Linked DNA regions of Mus musculus: region 2 is linked to region 1. Evidence: chromatin contacts called from public HiChIP or PLAC-seq data. All regions are on one chromosome and are shown on one strand. Each heading gives the region's core, a stretch centred on a gene start, on an enhancer-like site or on the middle of the called end of the contact. The rest is flanking DNA. Distances are from core to core; before and after follow the strand shown. Region 1 overlaps 2310022A10Rik (RIKEN cDNA 2310022A10 gene). Region 2 overlaps Sptbn4 (spectrin beta, non-erythrocytic 4).

The links. HiChIP or PLAC-seq counts read pairs in DNA pulled down with a chosen protein or histone mark.
Region 2: a contact with region 1 is called in an H3K27ac HiChIP or PLAC-seq map of embryonic stem cells, with 6 read pairs. The contact joins two enhancer-like sites. A contact is called at or near these places in 1 of 39 promoter capture datasets (embryonic stem cells), 2 of 115 datasets of contacts at active chromatin or transcription factors (both in embryonic stem cells) and 2 of 9 other capture datasets (adipose tissue and liver).

What each region holds. Positions count from the first base shown.
Region 1 is chr7:27,571,599-27,576,381 of GRCm38.p6, forward strand. It overlaps 2310022A10Rik (RIKEN cDNA 2310022A10 gene), which reads left to right. Exons shown (of 10, transcript NM_175107.5): 7 at 1-103; 8 at 2,993-3,142. Among named protein-coding and RNA genes, the nearest start is that of Gm45975, 17 kb to the left of the region's middle. Within about 2 kb of position 2,788, at least 88 of the 459 cell types and tissues checked have an H3K27ac peak or open chromatin away from gene starts, as enhancers often do. A contact at or near this core is called in embryonic stem cells, where this site is marked.
Region 2 is chr7:27,401,558-27,406,340 of GRCm38.p6, forward strand. Sptbn4 (spectrin beta, non-erythrocytic 4) reads right to left here. Exons shown (of 36, transcript NM_032610.2): 16 at 2,611-3,361; 17 at 1,179-1,381. Among named protein-coding and RNA genes, the nearest start is that of Sptbn4, 43 kb to the right of the region's middle. Within about 2 kb of position 2,899, at least 13 of the 459 cell types and tissues checked have an H3K27ac peak or open chromatin away from gene starts, as enhancers often do. A contact at or near this core is called in embryonic stem cells, where this site is marked.

The DNA of each region.
Region 1 (4,783 bases), core at 1,538-4,037:
GACTCTCCACCCCATACCCCCACACGGCGGTCAGACAACAGCACCTCCAAGATCTCCGTCACTGTGTCCAACAAGATGGCAGCGAAGAGTGCCAAGGCTGCCGGTGAGGGCACTTGGGCAAGTGTTGGGCAGAGCTGCAGGGGAATATGGGTGAGCAGAGGGTGTGAGTGCGTGCGTGTGTGCGTATGTGTTACTTCTAAATGTGGCGAGGTGCTTCAGAGACCATCAGAAAGTCATTGATCTCTGAATTTGATCAAGTCTCAGGGCTTCAATTTGTTTCTCTGTTTTATTGAACTGGAAAGTTTTATTTTTCTTTTCTCAGTTAAGTGTCTGTATGTGTGTGTGTGTGTGTACCGGCGTCCATGGTGGCCAGAGTGGGATCCCCTGGAGCTGGAGCTTGTGAGCTGTCTGATGTGGGTGCTGGGAACTGAACTTGAATCCTGCAAGAGCAGTACTTAATCTTAAGCACTGAGGCATTCTCCAGCCCCATGGCACTGTTTCTAGAAGGGCAGTGCCGATATCCTGGTTTTCAAGACAGTGAGAAGCTCTCCGGGATGGACTAGAGACCTGTCTGTGACTGTCCCTCTTCTCCTTGAGATTGTTATGTAGCCAAGGGTGGTCTGGAACTCCTCCTCCTCCTGCCTACTTTATGCGCATTCAGGTCACAGGCGTGGACCACCACACCCTGTTTATGTAGTGCTAGTGCTATTGAACCCAGTGCCTGTGCTTGCTAGGCAAGAACTCAACCAACTGAGCCACGCCCCAGCCCTCATCACTTCCTCTTGCCTGCTGTGTCCAGCTCCTCTGAGCTTGTGGTCTTGAGCCTGCAGCAGGCCTCTGCTTGAGGGTTTTGATGATCTTCTGCCCAGGACTTAAAGCTGGGGTGGGACTCAGCTTTCCTGCCCTACTATAGTCAACCCATTCCCAATTCCTAGTTTCTCAAGGCAACTATGGAAACTGAGGCCGAGGGCTGTGGGGAGGACTCCATGTTCTGGTTGCCCAGTAGTCCCATCACAGGCTGTCTGCTGCCAACGCCTCTGCTTATCTTTGCCTGGTGTGTGCTGTGGAAGCACCTTGAACTAGAAGGTAAATCAGTTGCTGAGTGTAGTGGTTCGCACCTATGACACCTGTACTTGGGAGGCTAGGCAAGACGATTGCTGTGAGTTTGTACCTAGCTAGGGCTTCAAGCATGAACTTGTCTCGTAAAGAGAAAAAGACTCTGGGATTAGACTGTACCTCAATGGTTAGAGTACTTGCCTAGCATGCACTAAGCCCTGGGTTCAATCCCCAACACAAAAATTTATAAACATAAAAATATTTAAATGTAAAGCCAGGCAGTGGTGGCGCACGCCTTTAATCCCAGCATTTGGGAGGTAGAGGCAGAGGCAGGCGAATTTCTTTTTTTCTTTCTTTTTTTTTTTTTTTAATTTTATTTATTTATTTATTTGTTTGTTTGTTTGTTTGTTTGTTTAATGTGTGTACACTGTAGCTGTCTTCAGACACTCCAGAAGAGGGCATCAGATTTTTGTTATGGATGGTTGTGAGCCACCATGTGGTTGCTGGGATTTGAACTCAGGACCTTTGGAAGAGCAGTCGGTGCTCTTAACCGCTGAGCCATCTCACTGCCCCCGGCAGGTGAATTTCTAAGTTTGAGGCCAGCCTGGTCTACATGAGTTCCAGGACAGCCAGGGCTACACAGAGAAACCCTGTCTTGAAAAAACAAAAAAACAAAAACAAAAAAAAAAAAAGAAAAAAAATTAAATGTAAAAAGGTAGGCAGGGTGGCACACACTATAAGTCCAACATTCAGAAAGCAGAGGCAGGGGGATTATTCAGACTTCAAGGTTGGCTTAGTTTATATAGAGAGTTTCAGGCTAGCTAGGGGTACAGCAAACCAAAAAAGAGAAACAGAAAGTTAAACCAGTTTCTAGAGAGCTGAGATGACAGTGCCCTGAGATGAGAGACTGGTGCGCCTACCTTCTGACACTCTGAAGGGGAGTCTTTAGTTGAAATATAAAGTAGGTGTGGTAGATTATGATGTTAATTCTAATAATGGGGGTGGGGGCGCTGAGCCAGGAGAATTACAAGGTCCAAACCAGCTCAGGCTACACAGTGAGACCCTGTCTTGAACACAAAAAAGAAGTATAATTTAGGGTTGGCTCCATGGCTCTGTGAGTAAAAGCTTTTGCTGCCATGCCATTTTTTAAAAATTTTTTTACATGTTTTATGTGTAAAGTGTGAATATTTTATCTGCATTAATGTCTGCATCACGGGAATGCTTTGTGCCAGCAGAGACCACAGAGGGTATCTGATCCCTTGGGATAGGACTTACAGGTGGTTGTGAGCTACCATGTGGGTGCTGGGAATTGAACCCAGATCCTCTGCAAGTTCTCTGTAACCACTGAGCCATCTCCCCAGCCCCAAGACAAATATTTTAGAGTATAATTTAATTCTGCGCCATGCCAAACCAGTATGGCCCTTGATTACTGGTTAAAAGCTGAGTGCCCAAAACAAAAAGTCAAAAAGGGCAGGCATCCACAGCTCCAAAGGCAGCCTATGGGACTCGAATCCACCCACCCCATGGGTTCCACATTTTAGCCATTCAAGCAGGGTGTGGCATACCTCAGAGAGCCTGGGAAGTCATCACTATTGTCAAATCCCGAGCACATCTTGTGGTTTAGTCACATCAGATGACTAATGTCCTCAGTGACTCAGTCTGGTGATGGGGCAGCTGTGCACATGAAAGCCAGTCACACCAGTGAGCAATGAGAAACTGGGCTGCAGCTGGGCAGTGGTGCATGCGCATAAGCAGCCCTTGAGGGGCTGAAGCAGGAAGTTTGTGAGTTGAGACCAGCCTGGGCTACATAGTGAGACTTTCTCTCAGAATTGAGGACGGAAACAGAGGTAAACTGTCCTGACCATAGCTAGGTGTCTCTCATCCCCAGCTCAGAATATCCATCCCTAAGGGAGCTGACCCCCTGTCTCCTTACCAGCTCTGGCCCACAGGGAGGAGGAAAGCCTGGTTGTTCCCACCAAGCGGCGGCGGGTCACGGCTGAGATGGAGGGAAAGTACATCATCCACATGCCCAAGGGGACCACGCCCCGCACCCGGAAGATCCTGGAGCAGCAGCAGGCAGCAAAAGGTACAGGCTGTGTGGGCTCAGGGGGAGAGCGCTCACCTCTGCTCTGCCATCATACGCTGGGCTCATGGGTTATACGCTGGGCTCATGTCCTTCTTTGTCCTTGGAGGGCAGGGGCAAAAGGGCAGTCATGGCTGCCCTTAAAAGTAAGTGACCGTACCTGGCCAAGGGCAGGACCACAGTGCATACCGGCACTGCGAGCCAAAGCCAAGCTCAAGCTCGATGAGGCCTGTGGAGGTAGCGGTTTTATGGTGGTAATATTTCAGAACATTCTGCTGGTTCTGCTACAACTTCCCGATAGTGCACATCCTTTCCTGGGCGCCATACCCATGCTGTTGTCTGTGGACCCTGGTGGGTCACTGGGAATATGTCCTTAGAGAATCTTAGGGTTTTACTGCTGTGAACAGACATCATGACTCAGGCAACTCTTACAAGGACAACATTTAATTGGAGCTGGCTTACAGGTTCAGAGGTTCAGTCCGTTGTCATCGAGGTGGAAACATGGCAGCATGCAGGCAGGCATGGTGCAGGAGGAGCTGAGAGTTTGCTCCTCCTGAAGGCTGCGAGGAGAGACTGGCTACCAGGCAGCTAGGATGAGGGCCTTAAAGCCCATACCCACAGTGACACACCTACTCCAACAGGGCACACCTCCTGATAGTGCCACTCCCCGAGGCAAACAGATGTACACCATCACATAGAGGCTCCTTTTTCCTCCTTTCAATATTTATTTATGAGTAATCTGTTAGTTTTTTTTCGAGACAGGGTTTCTCTGTGTAGCCCTGGCTGCCCTGGAGCTCACTCTGTAGACCAGGCTGGCCTCGGACTACGAGATCCTGCTGCCTTTGTCACCTGAGTATTAGGATTAAAGGCACCATCGCCTGGCCAGTTGTTTTGAGGTGCTGGCAGTATGACCTTGAGCATACTAGGGTGGTACTCGACCACCCACCTATAGTTGACCACCCACCTATAGCCTCAGTCCCTTTTTTTTTTTTTTGGCACAATGAGCATTATCTTTTAGGTATCACTATAAGATTTCCTCCAGTCATGTCTTTTTCTTTCATTTTTAGTCTTTTATTTTTTAATACATCCTTTAAAAGTTACTTTTTTTTCTTTTTTTTTTTTTATTACGTATCTTCCTCAATTACATTTCCAATGCTAACCCAAAAGTCCCCCATGCCCTCCCCCCAAAAGTGACTTTTTATAGGTATACATATGTGAGTTCATGTGTGTAACGTGCAGCAGTCTCGAAAGCTAGGGGAGGATGTTGGGAACCTGGAACTGGAGTTGTGTAAAGTTGTAAGCAAACGTGTATGCTGGGAATCATCGAACGTGGGTCCTGTACCAGAGCATTAAGTACTCTTACCTGCTGAGCCATCTTTCTAGCCCCTATCCTTTGATGATTTCATACTGTATACATTATATTTTCATTGGATCTTCCCTAAACTAACCCCTTATTCTTACCAGATAACACCAACATATCCCTATCTCATTCATGTCCTGTCTTTTTTTTCCCTCTCACTGTTGGAGCTGCCAGGCAGAATCCTGACTGATCTTGTTGGCTTGATCTGCAGGTCCTGTGTGGGTAACCTTGAGTGCAACATTTCACAGCACTTCTTCAGCCCCTATGTCCTTTCTGCTGCTCCT
Region 2 (4,783 bases), core at 1,649-4,148, 170 kb before region 1:
CCCACAGAGCCCTGAACTTTCCTCGCCCTGACTGTGATGTTAGTCAACATATTTGTCAACATGACAAGAGGCAGGAGTACCTCCTGGAGAAATCTGAAACACATCTTTGTGTGGCCTTTCACTGTGGAATTTGTGGGAGGACGATTTAGGACCCTGTGGTTCCCCTGTCACCCAGACTCAGTCCCTCTAGTCAGGTCAGAGGACTGAGATTCTCAGTGTTCAAACTCTGTATCTTTTGGTGAACCAGCTATCTCCTGCCGGCTCACCAAGTAGCCATTTAAATCAAACCCGGAACAATACATTATGGCTAGGAACAGTGGGGCATGTCTATAATCCTATTGTTTAAGAGGCTGAGGCTGGAGCATTGCTTTGAGTCTGACATCAGCCTAAGCTACACAGACCCTGTCAAAGAAGGAGGAGGAGGAAGGGAGGGAGGTGAAGGGGGAGAGGGCATAATGATGTGTGTCTTTTTTTTTAAAGAATTATTTATTTTATGTAAATGAGTACACTGTTGCTGTCTTCAGACACACCAGAAGAGGGCGTTGAGGGAGTCTGATTTCGGGTGGTTGTGAGCCACCATGTGGTTGCTGGGAATTGAACTCAGGACCTCTGGAAGAGCAGTCAGTGCTCTTAACCGCTGAGCTATCTCCCCTGCCCCCATGATGTGTGTCTTTAGTCCCATGAGGAGGAGGAGGCAGAAGTATTAGGAGTTCGATGTCATCCCAAGCTATGAAAAAAGTTCTAGGCTAGGTCAGGTGACAACACTCAGGAAGTAAAGGCACTTGCTGCCAAACCTGAAACGCCCAGTTTGATCCTCATAGTCATGTAATAGGAGGAGAAGACTAACGCCTTCCAGTTCAGTTGTCCTGTGACACACACACACACACACACACACACACACACACACGATAGATGGATGGATGGATGGATGGATGGATGGATGGATGGAGAGATGGATGCATGGATGTAAAAAAAACCCAGGCCAATTTGGTCTACAAGAGACCCTGTGCCAAAAACATAGATTAAATAAACAAATAAACAAATAAGGAATTAAATTGAAACGAGAAAAGGCAGAGAAGCTGGAAATAGGGGTGGGAAGAAAGATCTGGGTATCCCTTCCCCACTCTACGGTGCCCAGACCCCACTTTCTGGGCACAGTTTTGGAACCGGGGACCTACTTCTCTAGCAGCCGAGCCACTGCCTCCTGCGCCTGCTCCCCGTAGGCGTTGCCTTGCCGCAGCAGGCTCTCTGCAGCTTGAACCGCCACCTGCATCTTTTGCTGGTTCAGCTCCATCGTGGTGAGAAAATCCCGGTGCCTTTTCATCGCCTCTTCTACCGACTCCACTGTGCAAGGGAGTTCAGCGCCAGACAGCGCCACCTCCTGGGAACGGAAGGGATACAGGTCAGCTTGGCTCCACCCCAGGACGCTGGTTGGCTTCAGGCACAGTTCCACCTCAGGGTCTTTTACTCCTGCTGGCCCCTCTTTTTAGCAGTCTGTCCTTCCAGATTCCCCCAGGTCTCTGCCCACTCTGCCAAATCTATGAATTATCCTCTCTTGCTAGCTCCTTCCAGATAATCCACAATCCCAATAAGCCACTTCAAATTCACCTCTCATAAACCACTAAACCCAAGCAGAGCATTAATCTCAGAACTTTGTGAAGTGGAGACTGGAAGATCTGTGAGAGTTCAAGGCCAGCCTGGTCTGTACAGAGAGTTCCAGACCCCCAGGGCTCCATAGATCCTGTCTCCATAAAAGCAAGGGTTGGACAAATGGCTCATTGGTTAAGAGTATTTACTGCTCGTCCAGAAAAATCTGAGTTGGGTTCCTAGCACCCACATTCCGCATTCCACAACGACCAACTCCAGTGGCTCCATCGCCTTGGCCTTCTTGGGAATCTTCACGTGTACACACAGGTGCACACCGTTAAATATAATAAAAATAAATTCTTTTTTAAATTAAAAGATAGGAAGATGGAGAGATGGCTCCAGTATTAAGAGCACACGCTGCTCTTCCAAAGGACCTGTGTTCGATTCCCATCACCCACATGGTGGCTCATAACTGTAACTCTAATCCCAAAGGATCTGGTGCCCTCTTCTGGCCTCCCAGGACTCTAAATGCATTTTATGCATGAATACACACAGGCAAAACAAATAAAAATAATTTTTTAAATTAAAAGCTGGTCGTCTATGCTACTATGCGCGAATGGTGGTGGCACATGCCTTTAATCCTAGCACTTGTAAGGCAGAGGCAGTAGGATCTTTGTGAATGCAAGTCCAGCCTAATCTACATAGCGAGTTCCAGCACCGCCAAGACTATATAGAAAGGCCCTGTCTTGATTCGATGATAGATAGATAGATAGATAGATAGATAGATAGATAGATAGATAGATAGATAGAAAATATACCGCCCCATGAACCCACACCATTCAACATAACCTTTTATCTCTGTCACAGACCTCAATTTTCCAGATAAACCACTACTCCTTTAATTCCCTACCCCCAAACAAAGCAGGAATCTAGGGGTCCCAGGAAACACATCAAAGCAAGTCTGTGCCCCCACACCCAATCCCTCTCAGCCCAGACCCCGCACCCCAGACAGCCATCAGGCACCTGGTTGCGCAGCACCGCAAGCGCCTGGCACAGGTCTCTCAGGAAGAGTTGATAGACGTGCGCTTGGACCAGCGCCTCCCTGCGCTCCTCCCACAAGCCGAGCAGTTTGTGCCAGCCAACCTCGAGGTGCGGCAGCCACTCGTCTAGCGCCAGACCGGGGCCCAGCTCCGCGCCCTCGGACGCTAGCAGCGCTTCACTGGCAGCCACGATGCGCGCGTAGTCCTCCTCACGCTGATCCACCTCCTCCTTGAGCGCGGCGTGGCGCGCCAGCAGCCCATCCGCCTCCTCCAGGCTGCGAGGCAGCGGCCCCTCGACGGCGCCTGCTGCCTCCTGCGCCCGCACCAGCCAGTCCAGGAAAGTATCCAAATCGCGCAGGAAACGCTGCAGGCGACCTGCCGCCGCAACCGCCTCGCCGCAGGCCTGAGCCGCTCCGGCCAGTGCGCCCCACTCGGCTCCTAGCTCCTCGGCGCCCTGGTGCAGGCGCGTCGCCTGTGCGGGGAAGCGTTCGGCCAGCAGCGCCGCCTCCTCCAGCAGCGCCGCCTGTCGCGGCTCTAGCGCCTGTAGAGCCGCCTCCAGGCCACTCAGGCGCCATTGCAGGGCTCCCCCCGCCCGGGGCGCGCTCTCCACTGCCCGTCGCTTCTCGCGCACTTGGGCGCGCACCTCGGCCACCTCCAGCACGTGGTTCTCCACCAGCAGCACCGCGCTCATCTCCTCTTTGCGCTGTTCCACCAACTCCACGATGCGGTTCCACCTGTTCAGGGGCGGGAAAGAGGGTGATCGGATGCGGAGAATCCGCACACCCAGGGTAAAATCCAGGTTTTCGGACGCTCAGAAGCCTGGGAGAGTCCCAGTTTGTGCCTAAATCAATAGTATCTCACTCTGGACAGTGCTTAGAGCACAACTTTCAATGTATGTATCGTTCCAGCGCTACCAAATTATCTTCATAATAATATTAGGATTCTGTTTGTTATCTCATTATCTTTCAGAGTTTATTAGCAACTGAGGACGGAAAACAGACAACAGCTGCCTGCCTAGGGCACACAGTCCAGAGAATCACGGCTGTGTGGTGTAGTACACACCTATGATCTTAGCACTCCTTGGGCTACACAGACCCTGTCAAAGGAGGAGGAGGAGGAGGAGGAGGAGGAGGAGGAGGAGGAGGAGGAGGAGGAGGAGGAGGAGGAGGAGGAAGGGAGGGAGGGAGGGGAAGGGGAAGAGGGCATGATGTGTGTCTTTTTTTTTTTTTAAGAATTGCTTATTTATTTTATGTACACTGATGCTGTCTTCAGACACACCAGAAGAGGGCATCAGATCCCATTACAAATGGTTGTAGGCCACCATTCTGGTTGCTGAAAATTGAACTCAAGATCTCTGGAAGAGCTCTTAACCACTGAGCCATCTCTCCAGCCCCATAATTTACTTTTTAATGTCTGTGCTCATTTCATCTGCAGGTATATACACCCCACCCCATCCCTTTTTAGACAGGTCCTAGTAGGTAGCTGAGGCTAGCCTGGAACTTGTGATCTTTCTGCTTCTGTCTCCTCAGTGATGGCACTGGATACAGGTACACTTCTGGTTTTTAAGTTGCCTTGAAACCCTGGACTCCAGTTCCTTCTGCCTCAGACCCCTCTATACCACCCAAAATGTAATTTAAAAAAAAACATGTTCTAAATTCTGGAAGCTCTATTGTGGACCCCAGGAGGCTGGAGGATAAAACAGTTAATTAAATTAAAGTACTTAGGAAGCCAGTCGTGATGGTACACTCCCATAATCCTAGCATGTGGAAAGCATAGGCCAGCCTTGTTATACAGAAAGTTCAAGCTAGCCTAGATTACAGGAGATCTTCTCTCAGAAGTAAAAAGGAGCAGGGCATGGTGGAACACATCTTAGTCCCAGTGCTTGGGAGGCAGAGGCAGGCAGATCTCTGTGAGTTCGAAATGAGGCTAGCCTGGTCTACATAGCAAGTTCCAGGATAGCCAGGACTACATAGCGAGACTCTGACCCAGATAGATAGATAGATAGATAGATAGATAGATAGATAGATAGATAGATAGATAGATAATTTAAGAATGGAGCAGGTAGAAGGCACATGTCTATAATAATCCTGCTAGGTAGGGCAAAAGGATCAAGAGTTCAAGGATATCCTCAGCTACTGAGTTCAAGGCCAGCCTGA